Regions from separate parts of the Mus musculus genome. Here region 2 is linked to region 1. A link is a contact called in public HiChIP or PLAC-seq data. All regions are on one chromosome and are shown on one strand. The core of a region is the stretch at or near the end of the contact, and the rest is flanking DNA. Distances in the headings are between cores, read along the strand shown.

Region 1 (4,797 bases), core at 1,401-3,900:
ACTGGGGGTTCTGACTCAGGGCTTCATGGTTGCTTGGCAACTTCCCCAGCCCCAGGGTGTACTTTTCTTCTGTAAAACCTTAACTGTCCTAAAACCAGATTCCAAGACCCAGATGCGCATTTAGTGCTCATTTGGCGCCCGACCAGGGATGGATGGCCTGTTCATTGGCTACAGTTTTTCTTTTAAATTTTATTATCACTTTTATTTTATTCTTGATGTATCTCCTTTTAGAAATGTCATTAAACATTCTCTATGCTGGCTCCATGTAGCCAAAAGACTTTTCATGGGGGCATTTCCAAACTTTGCCCAGGTGTGTGTTATCACACTGGTGGGCTTCAACACACAATTCCAGTATTCTCAGCATCCCTCCCTCCCCCAGGTCCCAATGTGAGGCTTATTCTAAACTCATTACTGTTTCAGTTGGACGATGATGGGTCCTGAGGAAAATGAGGTCATGACGCCACCCTTTCCATTTAGAGAATGTTCGAAGTTAAGAAACTTTGTTCTCAAATGTAAGGAAAACGACTTCTCTTTTTCATTATTAAAAATGAAATCAATAAGAAGAGGGAGAAAAATATTCCTGGAGATAAGGAAGTTTAGGAAAAACAGAGCTCTTGTTATGCAGAGGGCTGAGGGACTTTCTCCCAAGTGTGACAGGAAGCCCACCTGTGTGACTGAAGTCTGAGTAGGCCAGGAGCATGGAGCCTGCTGGTGGTGGTACTGCTATCTCATGGGAAAGAGAATGAACACACGCAGTCCAGGGCTCATATTCTAGTCACTGGAGACAATAGAAGCTATGTCTTTGCATATTTTAACCAACCAACCACAGGACATTCTGAAAACATGCGTCTTTCTGGGTAATTAAAAAACCATTTCCCCACCACGTGATGAAATCCCAAATGGATAGCACAAATGTCTGCTCTGAGTGAGTTTTCAAATACTACTGGACCAGTTCCTAAGGCATGACGCTCCTGAAGCAGACTTTAACCTCCCACTGGCAAAAGGCCAACGTGGACTACAGGTTGGCCTGGAAGATACACTGGCTTACACTTTCCAAAGATTATCTACAACCTACCATCACGCAGCCCCACGACAAATGACTACAGTGTTAGTAAAGGGGTGCTTTACTAACACTGAAGTTTGACAAGCACATTTCCCAAGACACCTAACACACCTGTGTAGACACTGCAAATACCGGCACACGTGGCATGGCATATCAAACACAGTAGTTCCCAAATCAGATTCAGGTTGGTAATGGCCAGTGTTCAGGGAGAAAAACCACAGTAAATCGAATGGTGCTGAAACTCCCCGAAGCTTGTCATTCAAAAAACTGCTACTCAAAGGTGGCAAGCATTCTTCACTCAGAGAACAAAAAGTTGAAATGATATTCCTGTCTAGGTGCAGTGACTTAATGATATGACACTTATGAGTCACCATAAGCCCTTTGTCGAGAGGACAGGATTTAGCCCTGTACAACGGGAAGGCCAATTCAAGCTGTGTTTCACAGTGACCCCATTTGGTTCCCTACCCTACTGCATCTGGAGCAAGTTATAGAACTCGGATGACTAGCCTTTAGTTTCACATCAGGCATGCTACAGTGAACCTGAGAAATTATTAGAGAGTCACACACCTGCAAATAAAACTCATTTTTGAAATGGAAATGTATATAAAAATATATGTAATATATACATATAACACACACACACACACACACACACACACACACACACACACACACTGTGTTATTTGGATTAAATAAGTAAACAGCACAAAAAATTGAAATAGCATGGTGCCCACTATGTATTAGTGCCATGCTGAGGTACAGAAATCTATTTTCTATTTGACTCCAATGGTCAGGTCTACATTTACCCAATAGGACAGTCTCCCATGGATATCTAAGCTGAGCTAGGGTCCACTGTACAACTCCTGCAGAGAAATAGTGTGTGAAAAGAGTGTTTCTTTTCCAATAATGAATGCATTGGGGAATGAAATAAAATGGCCAATGTTTTCAATCTGTCTTTAAGAAGAAGGGTTAAGTACAAAAATCCCTTTAAACAATAATGGGATTTATGCGTGAAACATTACCCTCTTTGAACATGTTTAGAAAGCGGCTCTCCTTTTTCCCCTCCGACTAATAACAATTCAACATTATTTAACATAATCCTACCGACAGGTAATTTCTGACACAAAATTTATTACTGGTTTGCCCTCTGAGAGCAAGCTTCTCTATTAATGTTTCCTTTAAAAGGCTACAGCATACATTAGATTCTCAAACGGTTTCCCCCATGTTTTCCTTGGAAACTTCTACTTTCTGTGGTATTTCACATTGCCCAACTCTGTTTTAACTGTATCCTTACACACACACACACACACACACACACACACACATTTCCACCAATGCCCGGAGAACACAGTCAGTGTTTAGCATTTTTCTCAACTGTTATTGGGCTTAGCCGTAACTGGATAAACAGCAGCCCTAACATGTCATACACTGCAATGATTCCTTTTCCCTGTCTCTAAGCGAGTACATGACTGACTGAGAAGGAAGGCTTGGCTTTAATACAAGTGTGCTGGGAAATAAGAGAGCTGTAGGTTGCCTTTGTCATTGTCCAAATAGGGCTGGCGAGACGTGCAACTGGTGCCCTGATTGGTGGGTGCTCTGGGCCTTTCACCACGCCAGGCACATGAGTCTTCTCAGAACACAGTTGTGATGCTGACTCATCCCGAGAGATAATCTTGTTCCTGGTGAGTCAGACTGAGGCTAGGTGTTTCCCTACCTGCACGTAACCATACAAGGCCATGGCTATCTGAAGACTTACATCATCTGACCCCAAGAGAAACACGCACCATCTCTGCCTTTTCTCGAGCAGCTCTCCTGGCATCTTGAGCTTGTGGGTTAGGGTTGACATGTGGCATCTTTCTTTTGAAAGGGGTGTGGTCTAGATGGATAATTAGGTCACAAAGTGGTATCAAGATAAAAGGAAGTTAAAAAAAAGTGCCCCCATTAGTTAAGATCCAGTCCTGTGAGATAGGACAGATAAGCACACATTCACATATCTGTCACCCAAGATACAGATCCATCCTATCACTGAAAAATCCCACACTCTGCATCCATGTTATAAACAATTCTGACACGGCTTACACTGAAATCCACCTATAAGTTACTCCATGAACCACCGTGTAATGTATTCTGAACACAATGGGGAGGTTTATTCCTGAGGAAAACTTGGGGTTCCCCAATATCGTCAGAAGGCTGAGGGTGTTTCAGGGGAGAGCTTTGCCTTGCTTTGCCCTAATGGGTAACCTGCTTCTGCGGGAAAACACATGAGGGGTGACCCCTTGGGTACATTCTTAACTTCCCACTCTTCCTCCAAGGTTAAGAAAAAGATGTGCCCCTGCTTACCACCAAGGCCCAGGGGAGAGTCCTGTTCCTCAGCCTCAGTGAACTCTACACAAAAAGAAGCTGAGGATGTGCACAGGCCTTCTCTGCATCTCTCCCTCAACATCACACATGCACGCACACACACACACACACACACACACACACACACACACACACACACACACGAAACAAACCAGAAATTGCCAAGATGGCCGAGGCTTCATAGTGGGCTGAATTCCCAAGACCCCGTGGAAGCCCGCGGTACAAACTCTCCATCCTAAACCTTATCTGAGGTCCCCCACACATTAGGGAAGAGTTAAATGCCTGGGTTCCTGGTCTATGAGCAACTCAGCCATCCATTTTTCATTTGAAAGAATTTCTAAAGGCTGTATTCTTATCTTCAGGAGGCCCTGTAAATGCAGTTCTCGTGTTTTCATTGGGTTTATTTAGCCTGGGGAATTCAAGGCCCTCTGTTTAGGCAGTAAATTTCCCCCTTTGTGTGAATGTATGTGGTTAATATACTTAAAAATCCATCAGGCAGGACTAACAAAAATGCAGCCGCCTTTACACAGCAGTTTTTGGCAAGAATATAGTCACTCAGAATGACTGAGTAGAGCTTCTAATTGAATTGTGGTCACTAAGCCCAATACTATCAACGTCTGTAAAAGCCCAAGCCCGATACCCTGTGCACACACACTTTTCCTTCACCACCTTCTCTCACCCCTGGCCCAGCTGACACAGGCACACAGAAGAACCCCAGGTCGATCAGGAGGCAGGGCCAGAGCATAAACATCCTATGATTGGTTGGCTCTGGGCCTGAAAGGGCCATGTAGAAGACCTGGCAGCAGGGGTCATAGTGACTGGAAGGCCATGGACTTGCAGTAAAAGGTCACCACAAGTCCTAAGTTACCTCTGGGAGGCTTCCAAGCCTTGGATGACCGCCATGTTGACATTTGCTTTTGAATCACATAGTCTAGCACTCTAGCCCTGGGAGTCCCCTCGCCTCCTGCTGTGAGAACTCAGTCTGCGGTTCATTTGCTGACCTTGTATGTTTCCTGCTGTGAAGCCTAGGCCTGCCTCCCTATCTTCCTCTTCTCAGCCAGCTGAGGGCTTCTGGCAGCAAGCAACACACACACACACACACACACACACACACACACACACCACACACACACACACACACACACACACACACACACCCCTCTATAGCTGGGCAGCACTGCTCCTAAAGAGAAAGCTGCACCCCCTCAGCATACCTCACAATCAGGGTGGCCTTAGCTCCCCACTATGAGCCTTTGAAGAGAAGCATGGATGGAAGAGAGGAGTAACCAGCCCTCCTCTACAGCTTCCTCTCAACAAAGACAAAACAGAATTAAGCTAAGAATGCTGTAGGGAGGTTGCGCTCACCAGGTTTA
Region 2 (5,023 bases), core at 697-3,196, 210 kb before region 1:
TGAATACTTGGAAAGGGAGTAGAAATCCATCCATTAGTTGAAAGAGCTGAACATACCGCAGGATGAATAAGAGATGCTGTGCTCATTAAGTGCTTTGTAAACTGAAACTGTAAGCTAACAAGAATGAATCGAAATGGCCCAACGGCTGAGCTAGAGCTAGTTTTTACACCTTAAAATGAACCAAGCATCACCATGTGTGCCTCTGCAGAGGAGTTGCCAGTGTCCTTGTAGATGTATTGTGTCTGTGCATGCCAATAAACATCTCAGTATTTCCCACTGCTTAGATTCATCCTGGGGAAACATGTTTTATCTCTCTTGTCTTCTTGGATGAGTGCATGCATGTGTGTGAGAGGTTGTATGTCGATGCACATGCTGGTTGTGGGGAGACACATGCACACAGAGAGTCAAAGTTATCTTTATCATCTTCCATTTTAGACACAGGCTTTCTCACCTCACCTTGAGCTTACACTGTGCCACTATTCACCGGCCATCGAGTCAGCACCCAGCATCCTCCTTGTCTTTGCCTCTCTAGTATTGGGATTATAGGTACATCCTACCACACTGGCTTTTACATGGGTGCTAGGGATAATTTGGGTCCTCAGAATTGTGTGGAGGGCCTTTATACCAAAGAAGTCATCTTTATAGTCCATCTACCGGAGTCTTTATGTCTAAAATATATTATTGTTGTCGTTGTTTGCTGTGCTGGCAATTAAGCCCTGTCAAGTAAGTATTCTATCACTGGTATATTTCTATCTAGTGTCCTACATTGTAACCCTGCCTTTTCCTTGGATATTTAAACAGTAAGAAGTCTCATTTTTGCCTCTGACTGTGAGTATAAGAGCCGTGATGTAAGAAGTCAGGAACTCTTGTCGTATATTCTAGTTCTTCTAGGGAAGTTCCTCAATTCCTTGCCCTGATCTGCCTTCCTGATGGGTCAACCTGACCCTACACACACTTCCTGGTGGGTCAGCCCGACCCTACATGGCATTGGTGCTTTTCAGATCCTAGTCACCCTGCGAGCTTCAGTGGCTTACTGGCTCTCCCCCCTAGTGTGGAATGTTTGAGGTGGAGCCTATGAGCCTGCATTTCTACAGCTTCCCAGGCAAGATGATGCTGAGGCTACCCAGACCACACTTAGAGAACCAATGAGCTTCCTGCTTCCTGTTGTTCTCCGGACCATTCACTTTTTTGCTTAATAATACAGATGAGTGTGAGGGTGCTGTGGGGTGTTCCATAAACACTATAATGACTTGACATTTCTTATGGGTTATCTCTGCTTGGCTTTCCCTTCCTTCCTTCCTTTCTTTCTTCCTATTATTTACTCTGGTTATAACTCATTCTGCTGTGACCATTCTACATGATGAATTTAGTGATTTCTAAGGTGAGTTAGGCACTTTAAGTAATCCAATCAATATCACGGGGGGGGGGGGGGCTTTTCTTTCTTTCACGAGAAAAAGAAAAGAAAAATGAAATTTGCTTCAGTTTACTGTGAATCACAAAATTATCTGTTCTTTACTAGAAAGGAGAATCTCCCAGGATCCACAGATGTCCTTGCATCAAGTAAACAACAGAAAAATACAGCCTTAAATACTGAATTCTCCTGCCAAGAAAGGGGCTATTCAAAAGTGTGAGAAGTTGCAATTTTATAAACACACACACACACACACACACACACACACACACACACACACACCTTTGAAAATACCCAATGGATAGGAGCGCTATCTTCCTTGATGGAGACTGGAGGCTGACTTTAGGAGAGCAACATGACTGGATGGAAGGAAGGTCGGAGGCTCACACTGGGGAGTCGGTGGCTTCGAAGGGAGCTGAACTGGAAACCAGCAGTGGATACAGTTTTGCTGAAGGGGTGAAACCTGGTTCTGCCTCAGTGAGCGTCTGCGGCCTTCTCCCACACCCTGCTTCCACCTCTATTACTCCATCCACATGACTAAGGCTCTGAATCATAACCACATGCCAGAGAAGCTCTCTAGCTGGGGGTGGGCAGGGGCAGTGTGTGTGTGTGTGTGTGTGTGTGTGTGTGTGTGTGTGTGTCGAGGGTGGGGGATGACCTGAGAGTTTATTCAATGTCATTAAGTTTAAAATTGGGCTCAAGAGTCAACAGTTCTAATCAGCTCCTGAGTGACAACTATGCGGCTCATTCACAATCACTGATGGCCAGGCCAAGCCCCACAGGTATGCACCTGTATAGCGGCCACTCAAGGAGAGACATGGTTAGTGAAACCAACCATGCAGGACAGCTTCCACAGGCATGCCTAGTACAGTCACCTGTGCAGGACTGGGGAGGGCCCTCAAGATTCCTACTGCCACTTTCTGGTCCTTATTGCATCTTATCTTCCAGCATCCCATCAGTGTTTAGTTGGCCATGTCACTGCCGCTGCCTATGAAGCTGGGGGCTTTCTGTTTTCCTGCCTTTGATCTAAGTGGCCCTGAAGCCGATGTAGAGGTGACTCAGCCGATCTCTGCTAAGCTGATTTTCAGATCCCTAGTAGACTTTTCTCTTGAGCTAAACTGTTCATCTATCTTTGATTTTCAGAAGAATCTCATAACTCTCTCTCTCTCTCTGTGTGTGTGTGTGTGTACTAATGTCAATTATTTTCTAGCTCCCCTCCTTAAATTTGGGTAGGAAGATGAACTATGGTCAGAGATCACCATAGCTGCCTTGAAATTATCACTGCTGTGGCTGCTAGGTAGTCTCTCTGCCTAAGGGACAGAAGATTTCTTCCCTTGCATAATTTCAGTCCTTCTTAGTGCCTGATATGATTTCTAACTCAGTGACAGACGGCCAGAGTGAGTGGCTCAATAAATTTTTATTGAACACCTTGTATGTTCAAAGCCCTCATGAGGACAGTAGTCTGGATTTTCAAGTTGATTATAACCCTGGAGAAAAAATAAGTTGGACAAAAGGGGAATCCATTTATATGAAACTGAAATAATGTCCCACTAGCGTTGACCCATAGATGATAATGTGTTCTTACCCATTAGTGATGGCTCCACAGCAGGCAGGGTGGGCAGGCACAGTTTCTCTTGGTTCTCTGAGAACTTCCAAACTCAGCACTGATGTTAGACAAACACACATGTGGCTACCACAGAATTTGCAATTGTCCTGAATTGCTCCTTTCGAATGTGGGACAGTCCTACTCAGTGACTATGTTTACTGGTTGGCATGGAGGAAATGTAAATCACTTAGTTTGCATGTGTACATTACTTTTCTCATAGCTGTGACAAAATGCCTCTCAGAGGTCATTTAGGAAAGATTTATTTGGGGCTCCTGGCTTCAGGGGTGCTATCAATCACCTGGAGAAGGCACTGTCGAGTGATGGTGTGCAGCAGAAGCCTGTGGGTAGAACGGTGAAGAAGCAGATATCCCAGGGGCTAAGATGCTCAAAGACCTTTCTTCAGTGACCCAGCCAGGTACCTCAGCCTCCCCAGACAACAACCAGCTGCGGACCACCAGTTAAAATCTAAGAGCCTTCGGGAAACATTTTATATCTAAACTTTATCCGCATGCTTTCCCGCTCTGCAACTCTGACTTCGTAAGCACCGTGCAGGTGTGGATACCACATCATCTTGAGTGAAGAGTGCAGTTGTCCTGATTTTGCACGCTCAGTAACTGACACCTTTAGAGGATGGTTGTGGGTATTACGCTCAGTGGCAGAGCCAGCATTCAGACCCAGGAAGGCTGATTCTGCTCGTCATACTTTCCGGACGCTCATGGAGTTTGTGCATTTAAAGAATGTTTGTTAAAGCATTAGGTTTTTTTGTTGTTGTTTTGATGTTGTTGTTGTTTTAATTGTCCCTGGTGAATTTGTGCAATACTCTTCGGAAGAACTCTAAAATAGTTTAAAAACTAAACACAACTAAATGGCTTTGGGAGCTTGGTTGTGGAAAACTCTTTAATGTGATTCTAAATATTTTAATCTCTTATTAGTTAATGCCATTTTGATTTAATCAAGGGCATCCCCGGCACAATAGAGCAAGAACCATCATTCCATCATTAATGTTTAATGCCAAAGGCTTGTACTAGGAGACTGTTGTAGAAATCTGATCTTCCAGAACACAGTCCCCTAGACTTCTAAGAAGGCTGTTCACACAGAGGCACAAAGTAGCCCTGTGACCAGACAATGGGAATGGTTTTCTCTGAATGCACTAAAAACATCCTTATCTTTGAGGTTTGGGAAAATGTCCTTCTTCTCTTGATCTTATTTTGTTTTACAAGAGAATTTTTTTTCTTTTTAAAGAGACTCAGTTTCAATGGTTGTAGTATATTCAATTTGTTGGGCCAATAGAGAAACCAACTGAAACATTTGGCCTAGTCATCTGGAGTCAACGTGCAGCTTCAGCTGTGGGCCTTGCCTTGGTGAGTCATTTAACAGCCTCGGGCCTTTGACTCTTGCTGCAGAAGGGGAAAGTGTGGCTTGCACTCCCTGCAGGTTGTTACTGCTTCTGAGTCCCTCTAGCTCACTAGCACATGATCTCTTAGGCCTGTTTTACAGAAGCATATGAAGCAATGTCCCTTCCCTGTTCCTTAGTCAAACCAGGCCAGTTGCTGTTTTCAAGAAACAAAAACAAGCAAAGGAAAACAAATCAAGAGCTTAATGAGGTGGGAGTGACCTTGTTCCTGCAAACTCTAGTGTCTGATCAGCCAGCATCAGGGATCCGGGTCCTACCACTCCTCTCTCCCTCTGCCTGAACTAGAGATGGAATCCAGGACCTTAGCTATGTTAGGCAAGTGCTCTGCCATTGAGCTACCCTGTAACCTTTCTCAACTAGCTTTTTCTTCTTTCTTTTTTCAGAAGTAGTTCCGAGCCCTTGTCAGAGGAGGAGGTCCGGGAGCATCCGTTGTGCGTGGGTGTCATCCCGACCAATGACTTCACACACTGTCCTTACCCCTCTGGTTCTAGGTAACCAAACCTCCTTTAGTCAAACATATATGACAGCTTTCAGATGATAGCTTCTTCAGATTCTTGATAGACAACACAACTATGCTCACATAGATTGGTGA

What was found. HiChIP or PLAC-seq counts read pairs in DNA pulled down with a chosen protein or histone mark.
Region 2: a contact with region 1 is called in a FOXA1 HiChIP or PLAC-seq map of pancreatic cancer cells. The contact joins two enhancer-like sites. A contact is called at or near these places in 5 of 484 Hi-C or Micro-C datasets (bone marrow-derived macrophages, embryonic stem cells, liver and 2 more) and 2 of 115 datasets of contacts at active chromatin or transcription factors (bone marrow-derived dendritic cells and pancreatic cancer cells).

What each region holds. Positions count from the first base shown.
Region 1 is chr6:53,496,019-53,500,815 of GRCm38.p6, reverse strand. All of the region lies in intron 5 of Creb5 (cAMP responsive element binding protein 5), which reads right to left. It overlaps Gm38814 (a long non-coding RNA gene), which reads right to left. Exons shown (of 2, transcript XR_869096.1): 2 at 2,538-4,797. Among named protein-coding and RNA genes, the nearest start is that of Gm38814, 4.9 kb to the right of the region's middle. Within about 2 kb of position 2,650, at least 45 of the 459 cell types and tissues checked have an H3K27ac peak or open chromatin away from gene starts, as enhancers often do. A contact at or near this core is called in pancreatic cancer cells, where this site is marked.
Region 2 is chr6:53,704,009-53,709,031 of GRCm38.p6, reverse strand. No RefSeq gene overlaps it. Among named protein-coding and RNA genes, the nearest start is that of Gm33392, 110 kb to the right of the region's middle. Within about 2 kb of position 1,946, at least 43 of the 459 cell types and tissues checked have an H3K27ac peak or open chromatin away from gene starts, as enhancers often do. A contact at or near this core is called in pancreatic cancer cells, where this site is marked.